Regions from separate parts of the Zea mays genome. Here region 1 is linked to region 2. A link is a contact called in public Hi-C data. All regions are on one chromosome and are shown on one strand. Each heading gives the region's core, a stretch centred on a gene start, on an enhancer-like site or on the middle of the called end of the contact. The rest is flanking DNA. Distances are from core to core; before and after follow the strand shown.

Region 1 (4,907 bases), core at 250-2,749, 35 kb before region 2:
AGTAAATAATATAGGCGACAAAGATTGCATAGAAAAGGAGTCATAACAAATTCATCTGGAGAGGGGCCGGGACGAAATATCTCTTGGGCTGCAAGGGGAGCTATAGCCCTTAGGCCGGACCATTCTCAAGAGATCTTCGGTTTTTTTTTTTGGGCATGATCTGGGTAAAAGGGGGTGAACAAAAAGAGTAAAAAGGAGGAACCAGGAACAAAAAAAAAACATATGTATGGAATCAGCTGAGCTGAGGATGCAAATCTTGGCCAAGTGGAAGAAGGCGTGCATGATGTTCAAGCTAGGCGTAGCTAGCTAGCATGAATTCCATAAAGCAAAAGGGGAAGAGAGGAGGAGGATTAACTAGCAGACTAAGCTATACAATACAATACGATGACCGACCTTTTCCGTGCTTGTTTTCTTGTGCCATGCATGCAGGTGTGAAACCCTAGCCGACCCAAATTCACACCTTTGCCTTGCCGCTACCTTATTTTTTTTAAAAAAAAAGAACAAAGGGAAGAAGGAACAAGGCACCGAAGAGGAACGAAGAATGACTGGTTGACCAGAAGGGTGAGGGAGGGAAGGAAGCAGGATCCAAAAGACCCAGTAACTGACGCCCGGCCCCTAATCTTGGTTCAGGATCAGCCAAAAACACTAGATAAATAGTCTCACGAAAAAAAGATGACTAGCGGAAAGATCTATCAAGAAGTTGAAAAAAAAAAGAGAAAGGGAATAGCGCAGGATTTGGTCGACGTAGTCAGTACTCAGCAGTAGAATCTGAAGAAGAATTATGGGTCATCATGCTACTCACCCTTTCTTGCCCTTGTCAGCGTCTTCCTCCCCCTTGTCGAGCGCCTTGCTCTCCTCCCCATCCCCTTCCTCCTTCTTGCACCTCCCCTGCGGCGAGTCCTCCTCCCTTCCTCCTCCTCCTCCGGCGGCGCCGCCCGCCGCCTCGCTGGACGAGGAGGACATGGACGACGTGGTGTTGGGCGTGACCGGCGCCGTGCCGCCCCCGCTGGGCGTGGGCGTGGGCGCGGCGAAGCCTCCTCCGTCCCCGCCTGTGTCCACCAGCAGCAGCTCCTCCTCCCTCTTGACGACGTCGTCCCCCGGCAGCGGCAGGTCCAGCGCGCGGCACAGCAGGTCGTAGTCCATCCCCATGCCTGGGGCGCCCGCGTGCAGGTAGTCCGCGAACCACGACGCCGGCGCCTGTTGCTGCTGCTGGTGCTGGTGCGTCATCATCGCCTCTCCGGCCGGCGCCGGCCGCTGCGCGAACAGCGACGCCAGCTCGTCGTGGAAGTATAAGTCTCTCGACGACATGGGCGCGCCGCTGGTTCTTGCCGCTTGCTCACTTATCAAGGACGAGGGACGAGGGAGGAGAGGGAGATCAATACGGGGCCAGGGAAGCGAGCGTATTCGGCTATATGGTAGTGGGGGCGTAGTGATGCATGTGAGGCAAAGGGGGCGAAAGGGATGGGGGTGTGTTTATGTGTACGTGGTGCTCGCGCGCGCGCGAGAGAGAGAGAGTCTAGGTGTGTAGGAAGATGATGCACACATACTGCAGATATACTGCTAGTCTAGATGGAGAGAAAGAGAGAGAGATGGATGGATGGTTGGTTGGGGTAGAGGATTTTTCTTGTTTTTTCTTTCGTATCTCTTTTACCAGCTGCTTTTTGGGTTGGCCTTTTGTTTAATTGATCCAGCTTTTTGTGACAGAAACTACTAGCTAGTAGTACTAATTGATTAGACCCAAACGACATGTCCATTTCCCGGCCTCTTTCTTTCCCATCCCCTGGAGCTATGCGCTTGTTTCCATCGCAAGGTACAAAGGTCATCAGTGGGTTAGACTTCACCCTCCCCCTCCTCAGCTCTCTCCCCCCCTAGCAGGCTAGAGAGTGCTTTAGGCCAGACCAGTGAGTAGTAGTAATAATAATGCAGGAGAAGCACCAGATGTAAGCGTGGCGGGAACGGGAAGAGCCGAAGAGGGACGACGGTCTACCGTCACGGGGGCATGGTAATCAGTCAGCGGCGCCGGCGCCCTACCGGTGGCGGTGGCAGCCGGACACACCTGGTCAAACCGCCGCGCCGCGGTCAGACGTTCCCACCCGACACGTGGCGGTGACCCCTTTGACCGGGCCTACCTGCGCGTTGGCCCGCTGGCAGCCGGGGCCACCTTTTTCGCTGACGCCACCTCCTCCGGCCCCCGTCCGGTCTCGAGCCGACGGCTGCTAGTGGCGGTCGTGGGATGCGTGCCGGCGCCCGGCGGTGCCTGGAACTGGGAGGCCCCGTCCCCGGACCCCGTGTGCCGTGCCTGGAACTGGGGCGGGCCGGCCGCGGTCGCCTCGCAGGGTCCGGCCGGTCCTCCGGTCAAGGCGTCTGGCCGGCGGGGCCCGCCTCGTTTCCATTCCGGAGACGTTGCGTTGCGTCGCGCTGGGCGCTCAGCTGCACGGGGGGCGCGTCTGGAAGAAAGGCCACCATCTCTCGTTTCTGGAAGGCCTGGGGGTACTGCTGCTCTGCTAGTGCAGTAGTGCTAGAGCAGGAGCAGGGAGCAGCAGCAGCAGCAGCAAATCCAATCATCAAAAAGGGGTCGCGGTGACAGGGGACCTAGAGGGCTGTTTGGTCTGCCTGCAATCCTTTCTGCGACAGATTTATTTCGAGCACGAACAAAAATGAACAATCATGAAAAAGTGCGCGAGACGTATATCTGAATCTGAGCTGCAGCTGCAGCTGCCCGTCTGTCTTTTTTTTCTCTCTCTCTCTTCTGTTCTGTACCGGCCGCACGGCGACAGCATTCAAATGTTTGGTGAAACTGGTGAACAGTGAAGTAGATGCGTTGGTGCTATTCTGGGATAGAAATTTCCTGCTGCATTCGTTCCGAGGTGCTACTGCTGCAGGACTCTACTGTTCAGTTTTACTGCGGCTGGTACAATACGATCCCGTCTGACTTTACACAGGACCGACATGTACTGTACTCCTATTAGCGACTGTACGTGCACACACAGAGCCACGCAGCATACCGTATACTCCTACATACGTCCACTGGTCCCTGCAAGCCTGCCTCGAGCCAGTTATACATATACCAACATTTGATCTTCTTTCTGCCACCGGCAACCGACCAAGAAAAATGAATCATGCCGCACGTAGCTAGAAGCTAGCTGTGCCCAATGGTCCGTGTGGTCGTGTCGTGTGGATGGAAACTGAAAAGCGGAGCATCGTAGCCTGCCTCGGCGTCGCAGACACTCGCAGAAAAACAACAGCGTGTCATCCCAAGCAGCCGCGAATTTAAGAAAACGCTAGCAGCGGCGGCGGCGGCGCGCGGCGTCTGAAAGCGGCCGGGCGGTGCCGGTGCCGGTGCCGCCGCACGTAAACGTGGCGCGCTACGCGTATACATGATCGCGGATCGCGGTGTGAAACCCCGCGTTCGTTGGACGGACCACGCCCGCCGGCCGCCCGGTACGTGCATTATGCAGCGCAGCTGCTGTTCCTGTTCACGCCACTGGGGTGGACCGCGCTTGGCCGACCAGCGTACGACGTGCCGGTTCCGGATCTGTGGCAACTGGCAAGCAGGGCGCCGCCGCCCCGCCGGTGTGGAATCGGCCATCGGCAGAGCGCGGCCGGGCTGTAGCTTGCGGTAGCGAGCGGCGCGCTCGCATTTAAGGCGTTAGCTTCTGGGTTGGTGGGTGAGCGCCTGCTTTTTGTCTCGCAAAGCCCGGTCCAGCCGGGGACGGCGACGTCCTGCCGCCGGTCGGTCCCTGGTGGTCGGGGAGGGGTCCAAGTCCAACCGTTAACGTACCCGACCCGTCCACTGCCCACTGCACCTTGCTGCGTTAGATTATTTAAATTTAAATTGGCCTATATATATAATTAGATAAATTAATTTTTATCATCATAAAGAATATATGTATGTACGATGGTTGCTACACTAAAGAATTAAAGATTAATAATATATTAAAAACGCACCCTTTTTCCCTCTCTTCAGTTCAAGTGGAATTTATTATTAGTATGTGCAATTTAAAGTAAAGAGAAATAGTAGTAGTAACAAGCATGATGCGTGTACAAATAAGAATGACACGATGGGTGTTACGTGTTGTCTATGACTATATGAAGTGGACACATATGATGTTGCTATATATAATGACAATACAGATTAGTGTGTAATAATGACTACAATACAAAGGATTAGTTGCTTCATGCATATCAACATGAACTAACCGCGGCTAGTACGTACTCACTGCAGCCTGCAGGCGACCCGTAGACCGGCCGATCGATCCGAGCAGCAGGCAACAAGCTGCTACGTACGGCGGCCTGTTTCGTACGTATTCATTTCGTCGTCGCTCATATCAGCTGGTCCACGTACGTCCATCCATCGGTACGCCCTTTTGGCCGTTTCCGACGACAACACCAACCGTACGTAGCACACGATCTGGTACCCCACCACCACTATACTGGTATAGTTGCTATATGTAGTCGTCGTCGCGTGATCTGGTATACATAGGACCCCCCCCCCCCCCCCCCCCCCCCGCCCCGCGTAAATGTATACAGTACGACGTACTAGTATGAAAAACGCATGATGTAGTGACGCTATTAATTATGGCCTGATTCGATTCAAGTAATTATGGAGTACTAGCAGAATAGCGCATGACCTCTTTATGCAACCGTACGTATGTTGACAGTATATAACAAATGGATGAATGAAAAACCCGGACCGATCAAAGCTTACTAACTAGCTATACATACACCAGCAGATAGTATATGGTAGCTAGACGTGGATCGGAGCTTCTGCCTTGGGATCGGAAAGGCCAAGACGACGAGTGCATAGAAATCTCGATCGGTAAAGTGTGGTATGTTGGATGAAGCTGCAGGGAGTTGAATTGAAGCCGTAGCCATGTCGCATCACCTCTCAATCTAGAAATAAAGAC
Region 2 (4,666 bases), core at 1,166-3,665:
AAATCTCTCTAGTTATCTATGTGTGCTATTATAATTCATTTAAATTGTATTTGCATATTATTGTTAAAAATTAAATATTAATTCATTTAAATTGTATTTGCATATTTCTGTTAAAAATTAAAATTATTTTCATATTTAAATTGTATTTTCATATTTTTATAATCACAGACGGTTTTTGTCTTAGGGTCCGCTTGTGAAAATGATAGAGCACCACAGGCGGTCCTAAACAAAAACCGCTTGTGATACTATTACATTACAGGCGTACTGAACCGCCTGGGACATCACAGGCGGTTTTCTAACCGAACCGCCTGTGATGTAAAAATCCTACCGATTGTATAGAGCCAAATTGTACTAGTGCCTCTTCTATCGGTGCATGCAGTGCAGGCTGCAAAATGTGAGACTCTCGACCGTACCATTCGTCACGCATCTTGTCCACTCGCTCCACGCTGGTCCGGTCCTTGGAAAAGGCCTTTTTTCCTAGAGCCTGGTGGCGTGCATGACTCCATGTGCATGTAGTAGCCTCTATTTTGGACCTAGAACTCGCTTGTTCCACCCAGCAGCAGCATGACGCAGCTCCAAACCTTGGATTTTGTCGTGGGTAGCAGCTACGTACATGGTTTCTGTCCCGTTTTCTGTAGTATCCTAGCTAGTTAGATTTGACTTCGTCACGGTGGTTTAATTCCGTCCGACGACCATTACAGCCACTCGCCCTGATTACTGAATCAAAGCCCTATATACACTAGCCAGGTTTTTTTTATTTTTTGCAATTCCAAGTTAACGCCATTTGTTTAATCCACTATTGTTTAACTAATCACAGACAGAGCCAAGACTCGTACTGTAGCGTAAACTATAGTAGATCAGAGGGAGCCGCATTTATGGCGGTTGGAGGCATGTCGCTATTATCCGGTGGACAGGTTTGGCAGCTGGATTAAACTAACGTGTCCAAGGTCAAAACCGCGGATCTGGATCAGGCAGTGACGGAAGCGAGCAAGCGCCACATGCACATGCATGCCTGTAGGATCGGAGGAGCCGATCGATCGATGATCCTATAGGAGCGACCGATCGAGCACAGCAAATCCGTCGTCAGCGGCGCTGGATCGGAGAAGCTAGCAGCAGGAGCCGACGAGGCCAACTGCATGCTGCCAATTATCAGCGTATCCCTAGGCTCGGGCTCACTCACACGTACGACGACGACGCCCGGGCCCGGCTCCACAAGTTCAAACCCTTCTGGTGTAGACTCAGATTACATACTGTCCCCGCGACCTGGCTTTGATTCTTGTCCCTAGACGGTGTTGAATTAATTCAGCGCGTGTTGGGAATCTTGCCAGCATACTCTAGCTAGGCGTCTAGCTACTACTACTCCAACATGGAAGGCGCGCAGACGGTTTGTTGATTCAAACTGGAGTGATCGATTCTACAGCAACACGACGTATGCAGACGAACTATATATACTGTATAACTACGTACCCCCCTTGGCTTTGTCGCCCTGCCTGCCGTCCTTCGTGCAATCATCGAGCTAGCTGCTCACCACGAATATAATTCCGCGACGAGAGCGAACGAGATCTCCTCCCAGAGTCCGGTCATCTGAAGATCCCATGACCAACGGAGGATGCCCCCCGGCCGGCGGGCGCGGATAGCTAGCAGCGCCAACCTTTTCGCCGTATTCGCCACACTGCACGTCCCTCTCGCCCGCCGTCGCCATCCAGTCCACCCGTCCTCCCGACGCGCGGCGGACGGACCGCCCGTGCTGGTCCGCGGTTCGCGCCGCAGATCGACGCGCGCGCCTCCTCTCCTCCTCCCATTGGCGCTATCCCTCGCCATGCATCGACCATCGCCCACCCGGCCCGGCGCGCGCTCTCTCTCCTCGGCCGGCTAGCGAGTTGCCGTGCAGCTAGGGGGGTGCAACCGTGCAATGCAATGCAATATGCAAGCGGGCAAGCCGCGCCGATTTGATTTGATTCATCGCCCCGCGACAAACACGTGCTCCTCCAGGACGCCGTGCGCCAATCCGCCGTCAATTCAGCCTTTGCACGGCTAGGCCTAGGCTAGGCAGCCACCGACCGTGACATGCGCCGAACCGTACCAGCAGTGCATCCATCGCTAGACGACCTAGACTAAAAAAATATCTCGTGAAGCCGATATTAATAAAACTACACTTTTTTTAACTTATTAACTGGAGCTAGCTAGTAGTTTAGAGCTATATCTACGCTCAGTCTCCATCGATCGGAATGATGAGTAGCCGCCACCCAGACCCAGACCCAGGCCGGCCTCGGAGTTGGAGAACAACTGCCCTTTTCTTCTTCTGTCCGACTAGCCTCCATCGTTTCACATGTGAAAAGATCGAGGTACGTGCGTGCACGCAACATATATGTTTGCCCTGCCTGCATGCCTACGGCTACGGGCGAGCCTACGAACGAAGTGGCTAGCTAGGTTGCCAAACGCACACTATATATATATACGTATATAGCTCTAGCTTCTCTGTCCTGTTTGGTGGCGATTCGGCCGGCAACGGCAAAGCACCCGCAATCAACTCTAACGCCTGTACTTTTGTTCGGCCTAAGTGAAGCGATGGTCCAATGCATGCTCAGCAGTAAACAAGTCATGATTCGATCGAGTAAGGGGGTGTTTGGTTTCTAGGGACTAATTTTTAGTCCCTCAATTTTATTCCATTTTAGTCCCTAATTTACTAAATATACAAACTAAAACTCTATTTTAGTTTCCTTATTTAACAATTTATGAACTAAAATGAAATAAAGTGGAGGGACTAATGTTTAGTCCCTATAAACCAAACACCCACTAAGAACGCTGATCGTTTTTTTAATAAAAACATATCAACATGGGAACGTATCTGGTGCAAACCAACCCCTCCATGCAATCGTGCAAACTTCTAATCTGGGCCACATGATGTTGATCCAATGGACACAGGGGCGTGGATAATTTTACACTTAACTACCCGCTGCTAATCACATTTTTTCAAATCCCCCTCCCACTCCTCCCGCACACCCCCTTGGATCAACATCATGTGGTTCAGATTAAAAGTTTGCACGGTTGCACGGAGAGGTTGGTTTGCACCAGATACATTCCCTATCAACATGGCTCTCTATATATTAATAATATGTGTGAAGGGGTTAATCTGGTATAATTAAATGATGTTAGTTATATATGAGCTTGATCCACCTATAAAATATGTATGTGTGTTATCGTTTATTATCATACTGCAGGATGTTGACATTGACGTTAACGTATATAATTTGTACGGTACGAACTTATATCGTCTACCTTAAGTTGTTAAGAAAAAAAAAATGGAAATATAGTTCTACTAGCTCTTGGTTTCTCGCGTCCACTAAAGGGGGTGTCTGGGAGTGAAGTTTTTTCAAAGTTTTGGAAGAATACTGCAGTATTCTCAAAAACTGTAGTATTATATATCGAAAGGTGTTTGGCAAGCTAGCTAAAATCTCTGTTTCAAAACTAAAGTATTACAAATACTGCAGCTCTTTTGAACTATTTTAAACTTAGATTTCTACCTCAATTTTCTCTGTAAAACGCAACGCGCGCATCTCTCCCGCGTGCAAAAAAATACTTTGCTTCCAAACACCTCTATGTATTCAATATTGTGGTATTCTAAAATTATAGTATTTTAAACTGTGGTATTGTCATGACTAAAGTATACTGTAGTATTTCAAAAACCATGGTTTCCAAAAACTTTGTTCCCAAACAGGGTCTCAGTTCCTCACGCCAGCCAGGTTCTACTAGCTCGCATATATAAGCTTTATTCACTTTATCTTATCAACGTTTCTCGGTTCGCTTTTCTCTGCTCTCTTGCTTTAGTTGTTAGCCAAGTACTCTATTTAAGTTCGAGCACTGGGAGAGCGGCCGGGCATCCTAAATGTGTATCGTCCCATAAGAATTCACATGCTCGAGTGAATACTAGCAATCACATTTTATGTATACTGCGGCATGAACCTCTCTAATTGTTCATATGTTAAGTTTGATGGTTAAGCACGACTTGCGCCACGCTCCCTACTAATTCCTTTTATTTTTGGTACTCACTCTGATGTCATTATACACATAATGATGTATTCCGATAACTCGTTCCATCATGTACAACTAAGGTTGGTAATAGGCGCTCTAAAATTTGCATTATAAAATGTAACGATCGAATCGTATCAGGACCGTGCTCTATTTCTATTAATTTTTAACTAAAATTTATTAAGGGTCCTAAGTTTTTGTGGAAAAAAAATATTTGGATCACGATCCATTACCACCCATATAGTACGACCGTATAATATAGGTATATAGCGTTGGTCCTACTACGCTACTAGAATATCTTGACTGTTTTTAGGTTCAGTTGTGAGAGGCAGGGACAAGTGGTCAGTAGTGATAGCTCAGTTGTCGTAGTATATATATATATATATATATATAGAGGTATACTGAGTGTCTGAGTGAGTAGATCGTGCGAGGACTTGAATTTGATGCTGCTGCTTGCACGGCATGAAATGAAACAATCCAGGACGTGGGAATCGGATAGATTTATTGCGTATGGGCTTGACTAGCTAGATCTGGTTAGACAGATTCTCAGACGACCTAACCATAACCATAACACGTCGATGGAGTGGGGAGTCAAACGCTGCTGCTCTTGGACCGCCAACATGCCTGCCCAACTTGG

The links. A called contact is a pair of places that touch in the nucleus more often than the background predicts.
Region 1: a contact with region 2 is called in a Hi-C map of bundle sheath, with 2.9 times the contacts expected there. The contact joins the promoter of LOC100383722 here to the enhancer-like site in region 2. A contact is called at or near these places in 11 of 25 Hi-C or Micro-C datasets (bundle sheath, ear, endosperm and 4 more).

The regions. Positions count from the first base shown.
Region 1 is chr3:216,568,290-216,573,196 of Zm-B73-REFERENCE-NAM-5.0, reverse strand. It overlaps LOC100383722, which reads right to left and starts at 1,499. Exons shown (of 3, transcript NM_001176359.1): 1 at 803-1,499. The coding sequence starts at 1,308.
Region 2 is chr3:216,534,755-216,539,420 of Zm-B73-REFERENCE-NAM-5.0, reverse strand. No RefSeq gene overlaps it. Among protein-coding and RNA genes, the nearest start is that of LOC100383722, 35 kb to the left of the region's middle. Within about 2 kb of position 2,415, at least 19 of the 20 cell types and tissues checked have an H3K27ac peak or open chromatin away from gene starts, as enhancers often do. A contact at or near this core is called in bundle sheath, ear, endosperm and 3 more, where this site is marked.